Regions from separate parts of the Anas platyrhynchos genome. Here region 1 is linked to region 2. A link is a contact called in public Hi-C data. All regions are on one chromosome and are shown on one strand. The core of a region is the stretch at or near the end of the contact, and the rest is flanking DNA. Distances in the headings are between cores, read along the strand shown. Region 1 overlaps LOC101792402 (a long non-coding RNA gene). Region 2 overlaps SYT16 (synaptotagmin 16).

Region 1 (4,648 bases), core at 483-2,982, 88 kb before region 2:
CCCACAGGAGGTTCTTCTTGTGTTTTCTCCCTGAATCTCAAGTCAGCGAGGATGGAGGTTTGCTGTAAAAGAACATTACAAACCGGGGCAAAAAACCCTTGACTGATGGATTAGCACCTGATTTGGAGCCAAGTCCCCCAGCCCTGGGACTGGCCTGACGTGGATCCCACAAAGCAGCACCGTTCCCACCACGGAGGTATCAGAAGGGGTCTGCCACCCGTGCAACAGGACAACGCCGTGTTTTAGTCACGCTGGACCCACTGCATACAGCAGAGATGCTCCCTGCACTGCCCTCAGCTCTTGGGACCAGGACACAGCTGCAGTAAGCAGCCACGAACACTCATTCAAACACACGTGCAGCAGCCTTCAGCGCTGTTAGGTTTTATCCTAGTATTTGAATTACACTAGAGACCGGGCACCCCGAGCACTTAACTACTCTGGTAGTAGATTCTCCTAGGTTAAAGCCCCTCTGCTGTGTTTTCTGAGTGCAGTCCCAAAGCATTTACCCTCCCTACACTGTGGGGTAGGAGAACATTACGTTTTTCCTCCGACTACTCTGAGGACAGAGGTATGAAAGACGAAGTGGCGTTCCCATGGCCACCCGGGCCATCAGGGATGGGAAAGGAGCCAAACTCAGCGTACAGGCTGATGAGCCAACCAGGGGCTCGTTGTTCTCCTTCAAACCGGGCTTCTAAATGCTAAAACTCGCTCCCTGGTGGTTTTCAGCGAAAAGGCAGAAGCACAGACCCAGCTCTGCCTGTGTGCTCTGCAAGCAGAAAATGAGCAGAGGCAGAATAGACAAGCACAGCATGCAGAGCATCACTGCTGCTATGTGCAGAGCCCTCGGTCTCCTTCAGCTCCGTGCAAACCTCTCCTTTGCTGTCACTGGCAGCAGGAATGTCTCTTCCCCCAGAGATAGAGGGTGACAGTGGGACAGTCATTGCCCCTCGCATGTGTGGTCCTGAAGAAAAACTGGCAAACAGCTTGGAGTGGCCATGCCAGATGCAGTTTCCTGGGACCCAGACCCCCTCCAGACATAATTGTCTTGCATGAGGGTGAGCCACGGTGCAGGAGAGCCTGCAGCTGTCCCCACCACGCTGCCCTGTCCCCACTGGTCCCCGGGGTGCTCTTAGAGGGAGAGGATTGTGTCCTGAGAGGGATGCAAATCACCGTCCTGGCAGTGGGTTGGGCGAGCATCCAGCTGGCACCAGCCCTCTGCCTGCCAAGTCTGCAGGGTACGGACAGCACCAGCTCAGGACATAGCCCTCGGGTGCGAACCGCAGTCAGTTCCCAAAGATCTCACAACATCAGGCAAAGCAGTGGAGCTATCACAACCCCCAGCACTTGCTTTAGGAGCAAGGAAGGGCAGCAACCAGCAGCTGAACACCAAACGCACCTCTGGGCTACAAGGCTGATGTTAAGAGGACGTGTTCCCACTTGAAAGTGCAAAGCCACTCAAAAGACACAGAGAGCAAAGCAGACACAAGCTGCTCACCGCGATGCTCGCTGCTGGCAAAGCCCAGAAACTCCAGGGCAGGAGGCTCGCGAGCTGCCAGCCTTGCTCTAATCCTTCTCTGAAAGTCAGAGCGGACGGCCTCTGTGCGTGCCTCGGGGCTGCTTGGCCGGGGCTGCAGGCACGCACGGCGGTAGTAATGCCGCAGTGAATCAGCCCCTCAGCGTTTTGTTTAAATATAAACATATTGAATCAGTGCTTTTTGTGTAGAAGGCTATTCTCGCCAGCCAAGTGTTTTGACAGTTACAGCAAGGTGGTATGAGTCACTGCCTCCGCCTCACTCAAGCTTGGAGACAGATACATCTTAATCACATTACATTTCTTCAGCGCCACACCACAACGGCACAGAGCCAAGTTTCCCCCTCCAGGGGCTAACCAGTGGGTCCTGAGCCTGATATTTGTCCTCCCAGCCTGGAACAGACCTCGGGAAGCACGTTGAGCCCCCCGCCGCCCGCCCGCCGCCGCTGCCTGCTCGGCATGCGCGGCACACAGGAGCGCGGCGGCTCCGGCTGCCATTAGCACTAATGGAAGTTCGGAGCATAAATCCCACGCGCGGCAGCGAGGGAATAGACGCCTCCGTCTCTCCAGCCTGCATCACTCCAGCACAGCTTCGCGAGGCCTTTAATTGCGCTTTCAAAAAAAAAAAAAAAAAAAAAGAGCAAAAATCTGCCCGTTCCTATTCATTTCTCCGGGAATAATTACAGTGCTGCGTGGACCCGCAGAGTTATTAGGCGTGTTTGGGCAGAGGGCTATCTTATCTAAATTGAAATGGAAATCGATTTATAACACGGCAACTTCGCGGTCTAGCTGCAAATTGCAAGAAATTGTCTTCATCTGGCCCCGGGCTCCCCCATCTCCCAGCGACAGGAGCCCCTCTGCGGCATGAATTAGTGCTGGGTGATTTCGAGAGGGCTGCAAGTCAAACCGGAGAGGGGGCAAAGTGGGGCTTAATGAACGATCAAACAGCCAGGAGAAAGCAAAGCTCGTGGCTCCCCACCTGGGGCAAGGGAGAGGGACATGCCAGACCCAGCTCTGCCCCAAACATTATGCGTGAGAGCTGGGGAGAGCTCCTACACTCGGTGTCTCCTCCTTTCCTCGGAGGAAAACCCATCCCTGCCTCATGGTGCTGCAGTGTCAGGGCTGTAGGAGCTGCTACTATCAGCACGTCGATGCAGATGTCTGCAGGGGGCAAGCAGAGGGGCTCGCTGGCCAAGCTGCCGACACTGCACGTGGAAGGCAGTTGGTAAAATGTGCCCGTGCCCTGTGGGGTTTCCTAACACGGGAGAAGATGATCAATGTGCGAGGTGGAAACCGTTTCTGAGCATCTCTCGCATGCACAAATAGAAAACCCGAGGGAGGCTTCTAAGCACGCAGAACCGGGCATTTATTACCAGCAGGAGCTGTGACTTTGACATGGCTGGAGATATCGTAACGTCCTTGCAACCGCCGTCAAACTGCAGTGATAAATTCCCCCGTCTCTAACCTTAGCAGCGCTCGCAATTAAGGAGTGCTCGGCTGAAACCCTGCTCTGATTTCTCATGCCATGCCGCTGCATTTCTCCTCCGCCACTGGCAGGACAAGCAGCTGGTCCCACCGGGGGCTTTCCGGTTGATAACTCAAAGCTACCAAGCCACAGGCAGGCGAACATGTGGATCGAAAACACATGCCAGCCCCAGGATTTCACACAGACTGCCGATCGATTGCAGCTCTTCCAAACAGGGACAGATTTCCTACTCCTTGCTCAGGCAGAGAAAGCCCCTTTAATTCACCTGTGGGCAGGTAAAAGCCTTGCTGCTGTCTGCTGGCGGGAGCTGCTGGCTTTGCAACTTAAACCTGCCTTCCTTTTAGTTTGCTAATTGCTTTGCAGAGCTCCCTAACTCATTTCTGGGCAAGGCACAAGCATCCGAATAGCTCTGACGAGTGCATGAAAACCGGGGGACTTCTCCTCTCCCTGTCCTTGCAGTCCCACTGCCTGCACCCCTCTGACTAAGGGGCTGGCTAAAGCTCAGGCCACATGCAGCAAAGAATAAAACCCCATCCCCAGCTTGATCTCCTGTGAGCACTCCTCCAAACCATTCCCCTCACCCCGAAGGCAAGCCCGACCGGCTGGAGTCTGCAAACTTGGTGGTTACCTGAGGCCGTGGAGTCAGTCTGCAGAGGGTCTTTCTGGGGTAACGCCAGCAGCTCCGGTGAGATTTCCTCCTCGCACGGGCTCAGCGAGCATTTCTGGCAGCACGGCACTGCTGAACGGTACCTGCCACAGGGGAGCAAGGAGAAACACACATGGCTCAGGTGGCAAAGCCGGGACGTACGCGGCACGAAGCTGGGCTGTAAGAGAGGGGAGCGCTATCTCAGGAGCCCCGTGGGGCTCGCTAGCAGGGCAAGCAGAGCTCTGGTGTCACATCCAGTGCTCTAACTCTGACCTGGCTGCCTGGACACCCTCTTGAGCATCAGGAAAGTGAAATCAAACATTAAGGAAATTTGCTTCGGTCTCTCGGTGGTATGGCTGCAATCCTCCCAGAACAAACGCTGCAAGAATACAGCTTGCTCCCTGAATCTCCGGAAGTTTCCTCAGCTAGAGTGTGATCGCTGCCTTGATCACTGCCCTTTAGAACTGCACGTTATTTCCTCGGTCAGCTCTTGTCAGCCTGGGAGGAGAGCTGGAGGGAGGCTATTAAAACCACAGCATCGTTTCGAGTAGTAGCGCTAATTTCCTATCCCATACGCGCGCACACCCACACTCCTGCAGAGTCGCACGGCTCGGGGGAAGGCAGATTACCAGCTTTATTCAACAGAGCGATTGCAGCGTGCACGTTTCAGTGTTTGCCTTGTGCAGCGGCCAGTTCCTGGGCTGCAAGGAGACGTGGCAGCACCCAGCTGATGCTTTGCCTCCTGGGGGGAGCATTTAGCAAGGGGCAGTGAGAACACCTCCTGCTCCAGGTGGGGAGCATAAACAGCTCTGTGCGTGCATCCCCAGCTCTGCACGCTCACATGCGTGTGCAGCCACTCACACTTTTAGGTGTGTGAAGGAAAAACAAACAGCTCGAAGCCCTGCAAAAGAGAGAAAAGCAGAGCGTGTGCGTGCGTGCCTGTCTCGCAGCTGTAAGGCGTCTATATTTGGATGGTTGCCTCATC
Region 2 (4,252 bases), core at 1,001-3,500:
TGACACAGATACTGCCAAGAGGTGAACCCACAATTTACAGTTTCTTCCCCCTGAGCGAAGTGCCCCGCAGAGAGAGGCTCTTCCATACCCCATTTATTTTCATTCTCATTGACACCACCCTTGTAAGACAAAGCACCTGTTCCTTCTTTTATTTACACTCCTTCTCCCAGCCCCTTGCACGCGAGCCCTACAAAACGCAGTCAATACACGAGTAGGTGCAGCTGGATGCAAACCCAGGTGGGAAGTGGTTTCCTTGCCCAACTTGATGAGAAAATGAGTCCTGCGATCAATAAAGCAGCACCAGGCTGCAGAGGAAGAGAGCCAGAGGATGTGCTAACAGCACCCAAACATTATCACGAATAAATCACTGCTCTGGGGAGCCAGCAGGGGGGTCAGGGCTGTGGCAGGCAGCTCAGGAAGGCAGCAGCCTGTCACACCTCTCAGAGTAACACCTTTCAGGCAATGATTCCTGCAGATATTTCTGTCCTCTGGCCAGCACTGAAGCGATCTTTTTTGGGAAATTGAGAGCAGCAAGCCCCGTGGTGGGGGATGCCACAGCCCTGCATGCTCAGGACCTTGCAGCACGCAACACAGAAGAAACAGATCCGTTCAAACCGAACCCACAGCACCGCACAGTGTGTGCAGACAACACTTGGACAAGATCCTCGACATCAGATTGACCAGTTTTATCTCATACTGAAGAGGCAGAATGATGAACTGGAGGAAAATATCCTGCCTCTGCCTTCCCTTGGATACTGCAAAGCAGCCCAGGAGAAAGTCTTCAGCAACCAGGCTACCGAATAATCTACAGCTGCTGCTTCCTGACACAAGCATGCGTTTGGCCTGGGAAAGTGGTGCTGAGCACAAGTTTCACAAGTATTCGCTTTTCTACTTTCTCCTTCGCCATCCCCAGCATGCTAGTACCACTTGCCACGACTGTTCTTACAGAAGTGTTACACCCTTTCTAAAATAAAACGGGGCTACGTGACAGATCTAAAGCAGCAGAACGCATCGGAGCAATTAGCAGTTCTGCTGCTTTTGGGGCTCTGATTGGAATTCTGATCCAAGGAGCAAAGTGAGCTCTCCAGAGAGCTGCGGTGGCTTTGCATAAGGGCTCCATCTGCTGGCACGCCGCTCCCCTGGCTCAGTTCACCATATAGTAAACTGAAACAAAACCTACACAGCCATCAATTACATTTTTTTTTTCTGCTCGCAGCCTATGAATTTCAATAAATACACCATCTGTTCATCTTCTGTGTGGGAGTTCAGTCATCTTCTTGGCAGCAATATTATTCTAGAGCAATTACCTGTGTCTTTATCACCTATCATTGTGCTTCATCATCTTTTCATCATGTGTAAAAACCAACCACTTTATTACTACAATTTCTGTAGGCAGCCCGGGCCTGTTAGTTACCATGGCGATGATCTGTCAAAAGAAGTCTACATTTAAAGAAGTAAAAGCTGAGAAAAGGAGGAGGAGAGAAACACAAAGAGCCTGGAATGAACTTGTTTCTCCAAGTCAGAGTTTAAGCACAAAAGGCACAGCTCAGGCAGCAACACGGAGATGCCACCACCAACCTCGTTAGGAATCCATCAGCCTGCCAATACGGGGGATGAGGCAATGATTCACAGGCATTACGATGCGCTCGGAGGTCAGCGGCTCGGCTTTAATCCCTCAGCTGAGTCTCATGATCTGCTCTTAGGAAGGACAATTCGTATTGCTATAAATCAAAAGATAAAAGGGGGGGAGAGAGGAAGGGCAGGCTGGAATGACAGGCAGCAGCAATTTCCCCTCCCTGGTGGTCGCTAGCAAGACTGAATGTTACATCAGGTGCCCTGTAGTTTATATCCATCCCCGAGACTGCTTCGGATTCATCTCTTTCTTCACCACTTTTACCTTGTTAGTGCTCTGCTTTCTCTCACTCCTGCCTACCTCTGCTCTTCTGCTTTCTTCCCAATCTGCACACCCATTGCTCTCCCCTTCCTGCAAAGCAAACGCACTTGCAAGTGTTTTACCTGAGTCTTTCCGAATCCCTACACATTCCTAAAGCAGCCGGTAGTGCCAACGCTTTCTAGCTGCTTGTTCCCCCACCAACCCACAGACGCCCCCTGACTTCGCCTCGTGAAATCCTCTTTTTCTCTTCAAATTCCTTCATCTCCTCCAGTCTTTCAGCTCCCACCCTTCCGAGCTGTAACTGCGCTCGTGCTACTGCAGGAAAAATATCAGCGAGGTACCAGAGGACTTGCTGATGCTCTGTGTTTCTGGGATGCGTCATTAGCAGCCTTCAGCTGAAACACGCCGGGCTGCAGACTGCCTTGCTTCAATTCATCCTCGTATCCCTGGAAGAAATAAGCAATCTCAAGGCTATCCAATTTGTTTAATATCAAGCACACACGCGCCGGGTTTTAATGAGGTGGGCTGTCATTCGGAATTGCGGGAGGACAGGAGATAACCACTGACGAGCAGGAAAATTAATTCACCATCTCCACGACTACCTTCCAAGGCAAAACTACCCCAGCCTACAAAGTTAGGGGAGGGAGGAAGCATTTTCCAATAGTTCTCTAGGATTTTAAGCACTTTAATTCCTGGTCGTCCACCTTCAGACACAAGGTGCCCAATATTCCCAAGTGTCTGTTTTCCGTGAGTTTCTGCCTGCAAAGCATCTTAGGCAACGGTGGCTAAAGGATACCAAACCTAGGTACTGCAAAAGAGACAGGAGTCTAGGAGTCTGAAACTAAGCAGCTGCTGGGTATTCAGAAATAAATAAAAAAAATAAAGTATTGCAGCAGTGAAAAAATCCAGGGCTTAAGTTCTGAGCAAAGGAGGAGGGCACATAAACCAGGAGGGTGGGCTATAAAACGACAGATTATCAGAAACACGCTGCGATCAGTGTTCAAAGCAGAAATTTCATTGATATTTACAGACGTACCAAATCTGAAAAACTCTGGATTTGCTGAGAAAATACAAATTAAACCAGAAAAATCCCGTGCTGATCTCAGACCTCATCTCCCCTGAAAGTTTATTATGGAGCAAAAGTTCTTCCCGTAGGTCCCATTAGGAGGAGGGCTGTTGGAGAGGCTGAAACCACAGCGAGATCAGACCCTGCAGCAGAATCACAGAATCACAGAATTTCTAGGTTGGAAGAGACCTCAAGATCATCGAGTCCAACCTCTGACCTAACGCTAACAGTCCCCACTAAACCATATCCCTAAGCTCTACATCTAAACGTCTTTTAAAGACCTCCAGGGATGGTGACTCCACCACTTCCCTAGGCAGCCTGTTTCAATGTCTAACAACCCTTTCGGTAAAGAAGTTCTTCGTAACACCCAACCTAAAAGGTTGCAGCTTAAGGATGAGGAAATGGCACCCACGCACCCTCCTTTATCTGTCAAGGTGTGGGCCCTGCGTTTCCTCTCTCTGCAGACACCTCACGCAGCCAGGCCGTGCCACCGACTTGCAGACGGTATTTACCTGCCACGAGACAGGCCCAGGGACAGCCACTTCCCTGCTCTTTAGCAGGACTCGTGCTGCACAGATTGGATGGAGATGGAGCCGTGCCCAGGCTAGAAGATGGTTTCCAGCACCCTGGGCCAACGCAAGCCGCCTCTCGGCGGGCGTGCTGGAGAAACCTTCTGCTTCTGCCAAGCCCGTTTCCTCCAGCCAAGCCTTGAGGCGGGCTCAGTGATGTCGAATCTGTGCCCTTTCAAGTTTGCTGCCCCCACCCAGCAGCATCGGTGCTGCCTCTGCCCTCGGGGGGTGCTGGGTCTGTGAGGGGAGCAGCCCCCCAGGGAACACTGCCTGCCTGTGCGGGGCTGCTCTGCTGGACAGCGTGCCCCCTACATGGCCCAGCTCTGGGATTTGGACAGCAAAGGTCTCGTCCATCACCCCAACTCTTCAAAGCCCTCAGCAGCTTTGCAAAATCACCAGTTCTGCTTGGTTTGAGCAGATGTTCCCAGCCGCTGCTGTGTGCTGGCACAGCCATCCTCCCTCTGCAGGGCTCTAGGAGGAGAAGACAAAGCACTACAGGGCTTGTGGCTCTCCTAGCCAGGCTACCCACAGCTTGCAAAAAGATGGGAGAAGAGGAATAAAACCACAGCCTTCTCCTTCCCAGAGCATCCTGCCACAGCCTGCAGCACCACAGGGTCAGGCCCCTCCTGCTGAGCAGGCCAAGACAGCACCTGCTCGTGCCCATGCCATGGGGGAAGTAAAATCAGGGAATACTGACCTCGTGCTGGGTGAGCCTGTGCTAAA

The links. Hi-C and Micro-C count contacts between places; a contact is called where the count stands out from the background.
Region 1: a contact with region 2 is called in a Hi-C map of subcutaneous adipose tissue, with 2.4 times the contacts expected there. The contact joins two enhancer-like sites. A contact is called at or near these places in 6 of 8 Hi-C or Micro-C datasets (F1 follicle, F5 follicle, liver and 2 more).

Annotation. Positions count from the first base shown.
Region 1 is chr5:6,874,630-6,879,277 of IASCAAS_PekinDuck_T2T, reverse strand. LOC101792402 (a long non-coding RNA gene) reads right to left here. Exons shown (of 4, transcript XR_003497624.3): 2 at 3,646-3,767. Among named protein-coding and RNA genes, the nearest start is that of SYT16, 110 kb to the right of the region's middle. Within about 2 kb of position 1,732, at least 4 of the 8 cell types and tissues checked have an H3K27ac peak or open chromatin away from gene starts, as enhancers often do.
Region 2 is chr5:6,787,654-6,791,905 of IASCAAS_PekinDuck_T2T, reverse strand. The region is part of intron 2 of SYT16 (synaptotagmin 16); the gene reads right to left. Among named protein-coding and RNA genes, the nearest start is that of SYT16, 22 kb to the right of the region's middle. Within about 2 kb of position 2,250, at least 1 of the 8 cell types and tissues checked has an H3K27ac peak or open chromatin away from gene starts, as enhancers often do.